3 separate regions of the Sus scrofa genome follow, and all the other regions are linked to region 3. Evidence: chromatin contacts called from public targeted proximity ligation data. All regions are on one chromosome and are shown on one strand. The core of a region is the stretch at or near the end of the contact, and the rest is flanking DNA. Distances in the headings are between cores, read along the strand shown. Region 1 holds the start of TNFRSF1A (TNF receptor superfamily member 1A). Region 2 has its middle 11 kb from the start of PLEKHG6. Region 3 holds the start of VAMP1 (vesicle-associated membrane protein 1).

Region 1 (2,700 bases), core at 122-2,621, 140 kb after region 3:
GGAGCTAATTCCACAGCATTATCATAGATGTGATTTCATTAAGCCTCATGACATCACCTTCCCTGACAGTGACAGGCACTGTCACTGTCATTTAATAACTGAGGTCTCTGAGTTCCCTTCATGGCACAGTGGTTAACGAATCCGACTAGGAACCATGAGGTTTCGGGTTCGATCCCTGGCCTCGATCAGTAGAAATCAGTGGATTAAGGAGCCAGCGTTGCTGTGAGCTGTGGTGTAGGTCGCAGATGCACCTCGGATCCCGAGTTGCTGTGGCTCTGGCGTAGGTTGGTGGCTACAGCTCTCATTCGACCCCTAGCCTGGGAACCTCCATATGCCTTGGGTGAGGCCCTAGAAAGACAAAAAGAAAAAAAATAAAAATTAAAATTAAAAAAATTAAAAAGTAATAACTGAGGTTTCTGGGAAAGCAGAGCCAGGGTCAGCAGCTGGGGGCCCAGCCCCAGCAGAGCAGGGACTGGACTGAGAACTGTGGGTGGAGGAGGGGGTCAGGGCCCGGGTCAGGGCTAGAATTACTCTGAGGTTCTGGTTGGAGGGGAAAATTCCCAAGAAGGCGAGAGATTAGGGTGTCAGTAGAGAACTTTGGGGAAAAGGGGAGAGACTCGAAGGAGCACTTAGGACTGGTCCAGCATCAGATGCTTAATAAACCTGTCTGGTCTCAATAAACTCTTAAAACTCTTAAAAAACTCTTAAATAAAAAACTCTTAAATAAACTCTTAAAAAAGAGAGGGTCTCCCCGTTTTGCAAATTGGAACACTGGCTCTGAGAGTTAGAAATCACACAGCTAAAAAAACAAAAGCGTTCTGTGCTGAAACCCAGTAAATCTGACTCCAAAGCCCTGGGCTCTCCTCTAGCTGTGTCCCTGGGAAGGCCCGGCGATGGGGATGAGGAGGGAGGGGGCTGGCCCGCCTCTGTGTTTGGTTGGGAGCGGTCAGCACGTGGCAGCTGAGCCAGCACGGGCTCTCTGACTGGCCACAAAGGGTTAAGGAGCCTCAGCCCCCTCCTCCCGCCTCCTCCCGCCTCCACCCCCGGCTCTTCCTGTCCTGAAGTTACAACACCCCCTCTGCGCTCTCCCTTCCCCTCCCACCTCCTCTCTCCTCCTCTCGGCTTGACTTTTCTGAGTTCTCCGAACTCTGGCTCCAAAACTGGCCTTCCGGGTTTGAGGTTCCCCGGGACCAGGCCGTGATTCTCTGCCCCAGGCTCAACCCTCAGCTCCCTCGCCCAACCCTCCGGCTCCACTTGGGACCTCCGGACCCTGCTCCTCCTGGGACGGTATCGACTGTCGCCTCGGTCCGCCGTCACTGTCGCCACTGCCTGAGCCCTGATGGGGGAGTGAGAGGACACAGCTGGCCGGACATGGGCCTCCCCACCGTCCCTGGCCTGCTGCTGCCACTGGTGAGACTGGGACGGAGGGCCGAGGGGGCTGGCGGGTGAGGAGGCCGCCTGCGGCAGGAGAGAGCCAGGCCCCAGCCTCAGGCCTGCGCGGCCTGATCTCAAACACTGCCCCATTCATCCGCCGCGCCTGTCGGGGACCAGGGGAGACGTTTGAAAGGCAGGGAGGGAAAGGGAGCCCGGGCGGGCAGGGACAGCCAAAGACGACTGTAGGGGCTGGGGGTGCCCGGGGTGTGGGGGAGGGTGACCCTCCTGGTCGCGGGTGGGGCACTTTGTTAGGAAATGGGAAGGAGTGGGAGAAAGAGTCCTTTCCGAGTCCCAGTGGCTCAGGATCCTGTCCTTTGGGCCAGTGTGATGGGCCGGAGAGGTGAGGCCACCGAGGGGTGCCAGGACACTGCTGGACGGCAGGGGCCGGATCTAGTGAGGTGGGGAAACTGAGTCCGGGAGAGGCCAGGGCTGAGGGCTGGCTTGGGAGGCTGTGTGTTGGGAGCGTTTGGGAGGGAAGGGGGTACGGGGATCGGGGCCACGACCCAGTGGCCTCCCCAGGCCCAGGCCTCCCACCTGGGGGGCCTTCTTCACCTGGGGCTGTCGGCTGGGTCTGTCGGATTGACCCTCGTCTGTGGCCTCGGAGCCCTTGGGCCTGCCCCCGGCCCCCTCCCACAGACCCAAACAGCCCTTTGCTGGCTTTCTTCTTCTATGGCTCAGTTTGGGGAAGTTGGTAGACAGTTGTTTTCGTCACTGAAAAATGTCCCTTTTCTGTTGCCTGAGGCTTGTTTCAGTGTATTCCTGATCCCTCCACCCCCTGGAGTCACCCTGGGCCGAGACCCCAGCCCCTGGCCCCCACCTGGTTGGGTGGGTTAGGCTGGCCTCAAGCTTCAGGCTCCCTGCCCTTCCGGGGGGCTCCAGGGCCACGCCCCACCGCGATCCCCCCTCCTCTCCCTGACCTCTCTCCCCAAACCCCTGCCCCTCCCCAAGGGTCTTACACTGTCTTCCCATCATTCCCTCCCCTTCTGTCAAGTCTTCCGGAAGACTTCTCCGAGTGAGTCTCCTTTTGGAATCTTTTCTCTCCCGCTCTCCCTCTCCCTCTTCTAGTCCATGTTTCTAGATCCTAATTCCCCCGCGGCACCTCCCTCCCTCGTCTTCTCCCTCTTGAATCTCCCACATTCTGTCTCCCCAGGCCCATCTTTCCCTTCCCTCAAGGCTCCTCTCTGCCCTCATCCAGCGGCCCTGCCTTCTCCTCTTCACCCTTGGGGATAAATCACCTGATCGAGTCCTGGCTCCCTCAGGTACCAG
Region 2 (2,700 bases), core at 201-2,700, 180 kb after region 3:
TGACAGGACACTGTAAACCAGCTATAATGGAAAAAAATAAAAATCATTATATAATAATAAAAAAAGAATTTTGATATGTATACCTTGCATATACCATACACACACACATCTTTCATATTTTTTAGACCTTACTTTTTTCTTTAGGGTTTTAAATGTAATTTTTAGCATATTATCAATATTAACATTTAAAATGCTTCACTTTTAAGTTTCTTATTTAAACAAAGTTTATAAAAAAACTTGCAAAATAACATGACTTCTTGTATGTCTTTTCCTCAAGTCACTAATTATTAACATTTGGCCCCATTTGCTCTCCTCCTACACTCTCTATATTATTAGAATTATAATTAGTATATAATTGATCAAAACAGGAATATATTTTGGGAGGTCCATTGTGGCTCAGCCGGTTAAGGATCTGTCATTCTCCCTGCTGTGGCTCAGGTCTCTTCTATGGCTTGGATTCAATCCCTGGCCCAGGAATTTTGGATGCCTGGGTGCAGCCAAAAAAAAGAAAGAAAGAAAAAAAAAAAGGATCGTTGTTAAAGGCTTTATTTACAGGAGAATACATCACAATGCTGTTAATCTAATAAAAACATGGTAGGTATACACAATAAGGAGTTCCCGTTGTGGCTCAGCAGAAACGAATCTGATTAGTATCCATGAGGACACAGGTTCAATCCCTAGCCTTGCTCAGTTGATTAAGGATCTGGCATTGCCGTGAGCTGTGGTGTAGGTTGGAGGCGCGGCTCAGATTTGGCATTGTTATTGCTGTGGTGTAGGCCAGTGGCTACAACTCTGATTTGACACTTTGCCTGGGAACCTCCACATGCCGTGAGTGAGGCCCTAAAAAGAACAACAAAAAAGAACACACAGTAAGCTGAGAAATAACTGATGATTGACAGGAAGCAGGAGACATTTAACCAAATTTAAAAAAAAAAGAGAGGGAGAGAATGACTTTCCCTTATCTAATAATTTGAGGGCAGAAGTTAATGAAAATTTTTTCCTCCAAGTCATTAAAAGTTAACAAGGGGGTTCCCATTGTGGCACAGCGGTTAACGAATCTGACTAGGAACCATGAGGTTGAGGGTTCGATCCCTGGCCTTGCTCAGTGGGTTAAGGATTCGGCATTGCCGTGAGCTGTGGTATAGATCACAGACGCAGCTCAGATCTGGCATTGCTGTGGCTGTGGTGTAGGCCGGTGGCTACGGCTCAGATTAGACCCCTAGCCTGGGAATCTCCATATGCCTCGGGAGCGGCCCTAGGAAAGATAAAAAAACAAAAAAAAAAAAAAAAAAAAGAAGTTGACAAAAATACACAACACTAAAGTGCCTCTGAGACGTGTTCCTTTTATTTAAAGACGTAGTGTTCAACTGTTGAAAGTAAATGTGAAACTTGTCACTTCCTCCTCTTGGAAGTCATACAAATATGTAAAGGAGAACAGACCCAGACAGGGCGGTTGAGGGTGACTCAAGCTTTCCTCCGTCTGAGAGCAGTGAGGGCCCGAGTGCATCTCAGAGCAGATCGGCACCGACTGCCCAGATGCTTTTTAAGAATCATGCATACTTTGAAGATAGACAGACACGGCATGGCTCTGGGCCATGAATTTGCCACCTGCATGATATAAAGTACCATGACCTTCAGAACTTTGCCTGCTTTGTGTTTACGGGATTCATTCTTTGGAATCAGGCATTCTTGGACAATTTGGGACACGTGGAAATAAATACCATTATCACTCTGCAGCCCCATCTATGATATATCTGAAATCTGGAACAACTCAACATGAGCTAAACTATCTTTTTTTTTTTTTTTTGTCTTTTTAGAGCCACACCCATGGCATATGGAGGTTCTCAGGCTAGGGGTTGAATCGGAGCTGCAGCTGCTGGCCTTCGCCTCAGCCACAGCAAAGCCAGATCCAAGCCACGTCTGTGACATACACCTCAGCTTGTGGCAATGCCAGATCTTTAACCCACTGAGGGAGGCCAAGGATCGAACCCTCATCCTCATGGATACTAGTCAGGGTCTTCACCTGCCCAGCCAACACGGGAACTCCAAAACTACCTTCTTTTTAATTTCACATTGTGCCCAGAAGGAAAATATACACGTGACAGAGAAGACATGAAGACTGGCCCACAGGCTTGCGGTGATTTGATTCAAAGAGGATTCATCCAGACTGATGTTTTGCTGTCATTTTTTTGGGAGACACAAAGCTTTGGCATTCCAAGCATTAATTACACTTAACTGTAATAATTAATGACTAATAATTAATACCAAGACCCGAGAAAGGTGAGGCCACCTGTGGCACGTGGCATGGTGTGGATGATTTTAAACACCTCCCCTCTCCACTCGACAAAATTATTTTTAGCAGGAATCATGAAATGAAATGACCACATTTCATGTTAGTCTGACTAAATAAAAATCTCATCTGTTATTTGCCCTCCTTTCACTGTTTACATTTTTAAACACAAATAAAACGTCCCAAGTATACAGAGGTAAAGAATTTTATTTCTTTCGTCTTTACCATCCAGCTACTATTTTGGCTTCCTTTGAATCTAAAGCCTGAAGGCAGGTTTATGTCCCACAGGGATAGAGGTTGACCCAGCGGGAAGGGGGCTGGGCTGATGGGGAAGGAGGGAGTCCTCGAACACTCACTCTGGAAAAGGGGCACTTGGAGCAGAGTTGACGGGTGTCAGGGGCCCACTGAAT
Region 3 (2,700 bases), core at 100-2,599:
CCCAGGCTAGGGGTCCAATCGGAGCTGAAGCCGCTGGCCTACATCACAGCCACAGCAACTAGGGATCTGAACCACGTCTGCAACCTACACCACAGCTCACAGCAACGCCAGATCATTAACCCACTGAGCAAGGGCAGGGACCGAACCCGCAACCTCATGGTTCCTAGTCGGATTCGTTAACCACTGCGCCACGACGGGAGCTCCAGGTTGTGACATTTTGATAAATCATCCTAGTGGTTTCTTAGAGGATGGATATGAATGAGGGCAAGATGAAACAAAATGATATGATATTTCATTAATTTTAAGAGGCACTTTTCTTTTTTCACTTTAACATCTAAATTGGGATGTCTGACTATATTAGCCAGAATGGTCATACTGTATTTGTCATACTGGCTCATAAGAATCAAAATTTGCCAAATGGATGTCTTGAAAGAAAAATTCCAGACAGAAAAGGAACATTTCTTTAAGAAATGCTGCATCACCCAAAGCCCTTGATGGCATGCACAGAGGACTATATTGTGTGGAAATCATGCACATCTAAGACTGAGTAAAAAGAAAAAAAAAATCGTAAGAGTCGGTGTCTGAAAAAGTTTTATGAACACTAGGCTACTTTTCTATTTTCCTTTGCATGTATGCATGAGAGTGATGTATGGTAAAAATCTGCATCTATAGAAACCTCCACTTTCCATACATATAAAATAAAAATTCGAAGTGATAAAAAAGCATTATGTTGGTGTGCAGTACGTGGAAGAATGATTTTACAACTGATGGACGCCAAACAAGGGATAATAAGCTGCAGCAGGACAGTGAGAGGAGGGGAGAGAATTATTGAAATACTAAGAAGAAAAAAATCCGCTCAGCTTGGTGATTTATAGGAGGGCAGAAAAAGATGAATGGGAGGAAAATCTAGCATGGTTTCCAGGTTTCTGGTTTGGGCAACTGAGTCCAAGTGGTAAGCTACCGAGAGGGATAGGACAAGCAAGTTTGGGGAGGGAAAGTTAAATTTAGGACAGACTGAGCGAGGGGCTTGATGGCTGTGTAGAACCGGTGAACCGAGCTCTCCAAAGTATTTACTTTGGTCGTAAGGATCCCCGCCGCCCAGCGGCCCGGGGAGCCTGCGGCTCTGCCTCGATGGATATAGCCTCCTCAGAGCTGTCTGTCAAAGACTGGGGGTGGAGGCCTGCCAGGTCCGAGCACCTGGGCGGTGCCCAGACAACCGAACCTCTGCTGCTCCCAGGGTTTGGGAGTCCCGGCTGCCACGCGCCAACCTGCTTGCCGCTGTAGGCGGAAACGGCGTGATTGGCTGGAGACGCGGGCCGTGGGCGGGCCCGGACCGAGGAACTGCTCAGCGATTGGCTTGGAGGCACCAAAAAAGCCCAACTCAAACTGCTGGAGCCGACCCTCCAGGAGGGGGGCCATAGTTCCACCCATCCCTGTCGCTTAGTCAGACAGGTAAGCAAACCACAGTTGTATTGGCCACATCCTCCCAGCATCGCTCATTTTCCGGGTCCGAATGATAAGAGAGCCGTGACTGGCGAATTTCCAGGGGCGGGCACTGTAGGCTTTATTCCCTGCTTCATTTCAGGACTGGCGTCTGTTCTTGGCGGGGATTGGTCCACAGGTTTATCAGCGTGATCCGGGGGCGTGACCAGCACTAATAAAGACTGGGGCCTGAGCGGCCGCTGCAGTGAGTTCCACCGCAGCTAGAGCTCCAGGTGGTCAGCAAGAGGAGGAGCGTGGCGTTGCCGTCGGTTTCACCGCAGAGTTCCCTGACCCGGTGTCACGCCGCAGCCTCCGGAGAGGAGACAGACCTCTCCTTCCTCTGTTTGAGACATGTGAGTTGACTCTGGTGTGGGGGGCGCGACACCTCCTTGCCAACTCTCACCCCCAGCGCAGAACTCTGCGGGACCGAAAATGGCGCATTGCAGCAGATGCAGCGACGCGGGGAACCACCGCCGCGCACCAGCCCTGGGCCGGGCCACCCTTGGGGAAGGGAGGCTGCACCTCATTCCTGCACCAGTTCCAGCCAGCATCCCACGGGCGGCGCAGGGGCGCGGGGGTCCCACTTTCGCTGCCCCTCTTCTCTCGCCTGTGGGGCTCCTCAGTCAGGTCTCTGTTGAAAGATGGTGCGCCAAGACACCGGGTAGGGGCCTACCCCAGGCCCTTTCTTGTTGTTGGTTGAAGCTGTACTTAGGGCCTCTAGAAAGACAGTCATGGCCATGGGTGCACCTGCCAGTTAGTAACTTGGCTTGTCCTGCAATCTCTGACTTGGGTACCCCCCAACTCTTCTTGGCTGTGAGCAAAGCTCCAGAAACTTACCTGCCAGTTCCCTGGCGCTAGGTGAGCAGCTCAAAAAGGCTCAAGGGGCAGGGGCATGTGATTCCAAGCAGCCACTCATCCCAAGGCCACCCGTGTAGGTGATGTTTTCCTGTTATTGAGTCTTAGCCAAGTATTTAGAAGAGAAACAGCTGAGGATCCCCTCAACCCCTTTCCTCAACACATTCAACTTAGTCTCTGATCATCTTCAACATCACTCCCATTCCAAAACCTTGAGGAAGAACTAGGGCTAGACGAATGAAGAACTTTCCATTCTTTCCTGGAGTCCTGGTCTGGTCCTAGATGTATTTTTGATGCTTCTCTTGGTGACAGAAAAGGGAACAGATTTATTTATGTTACATAAGGGTTATAACTATCTCCAGA

What was found.
Region 1: a targeted proximity ligation map of alveolar macrophages shows a contact between it and region 3. A contact is called at or near these places in 3 of 5 promoter capture datasets (fetal liver, fetal skeletal muscle and liver), 20 of 47 Hi-C or Micro-C datasets (alveolar macrophages, brain, embryonic fibroblasts and 11 more) and 2 of 2 datasets of targeted methods (alveolar macrophages and skeletal muscle).
Region 2: a targeted proximity ligation map of alveolar macrophages shows a contact between it and region 3. A contact is called at or near these places in 5 of 47 Hi-C or Micro-C datasets (embryonic fibroblasts, epiblast stem cells, omental adipose tissue and 2 more) and 1 of 2 datasets of targeted methods (alveolar macrophages).

Annotation. Positions count from the first base shown.
Region 1 is chr5:64,317,978-64,320,677 of Sscrofa11.1, forward strand. TNFRSF1A (TNF receptor superfamily member 1A) reads left to right here and starts at 1,372. Exons shown (of 10, transcript NM_213969.1): 1 at 1,372-1,410. The coding sequence starts at 1,372.
Region 2 is chr5:64,360,786-64,363,485 of Sscrofa11.1, forward strand. No RefSeq gene overlaps it. Among named protein-coding and RNA genes, the nearest start is that of PLEKHG6, 11 kb to the left of the region's middle.
Region 3 is chr5:64,180,147-64,182,846 of Sscrofa11.1, forward strand. VAMP1 (vesicle-associated membrane protein 1) reads left to right here and starts at 1,350. Exons shown (of 6, transcript XM_005653160.3): 1 at 1,350-1,452; 2 at 1,586-1,835. The coding sequence starts at 1,834.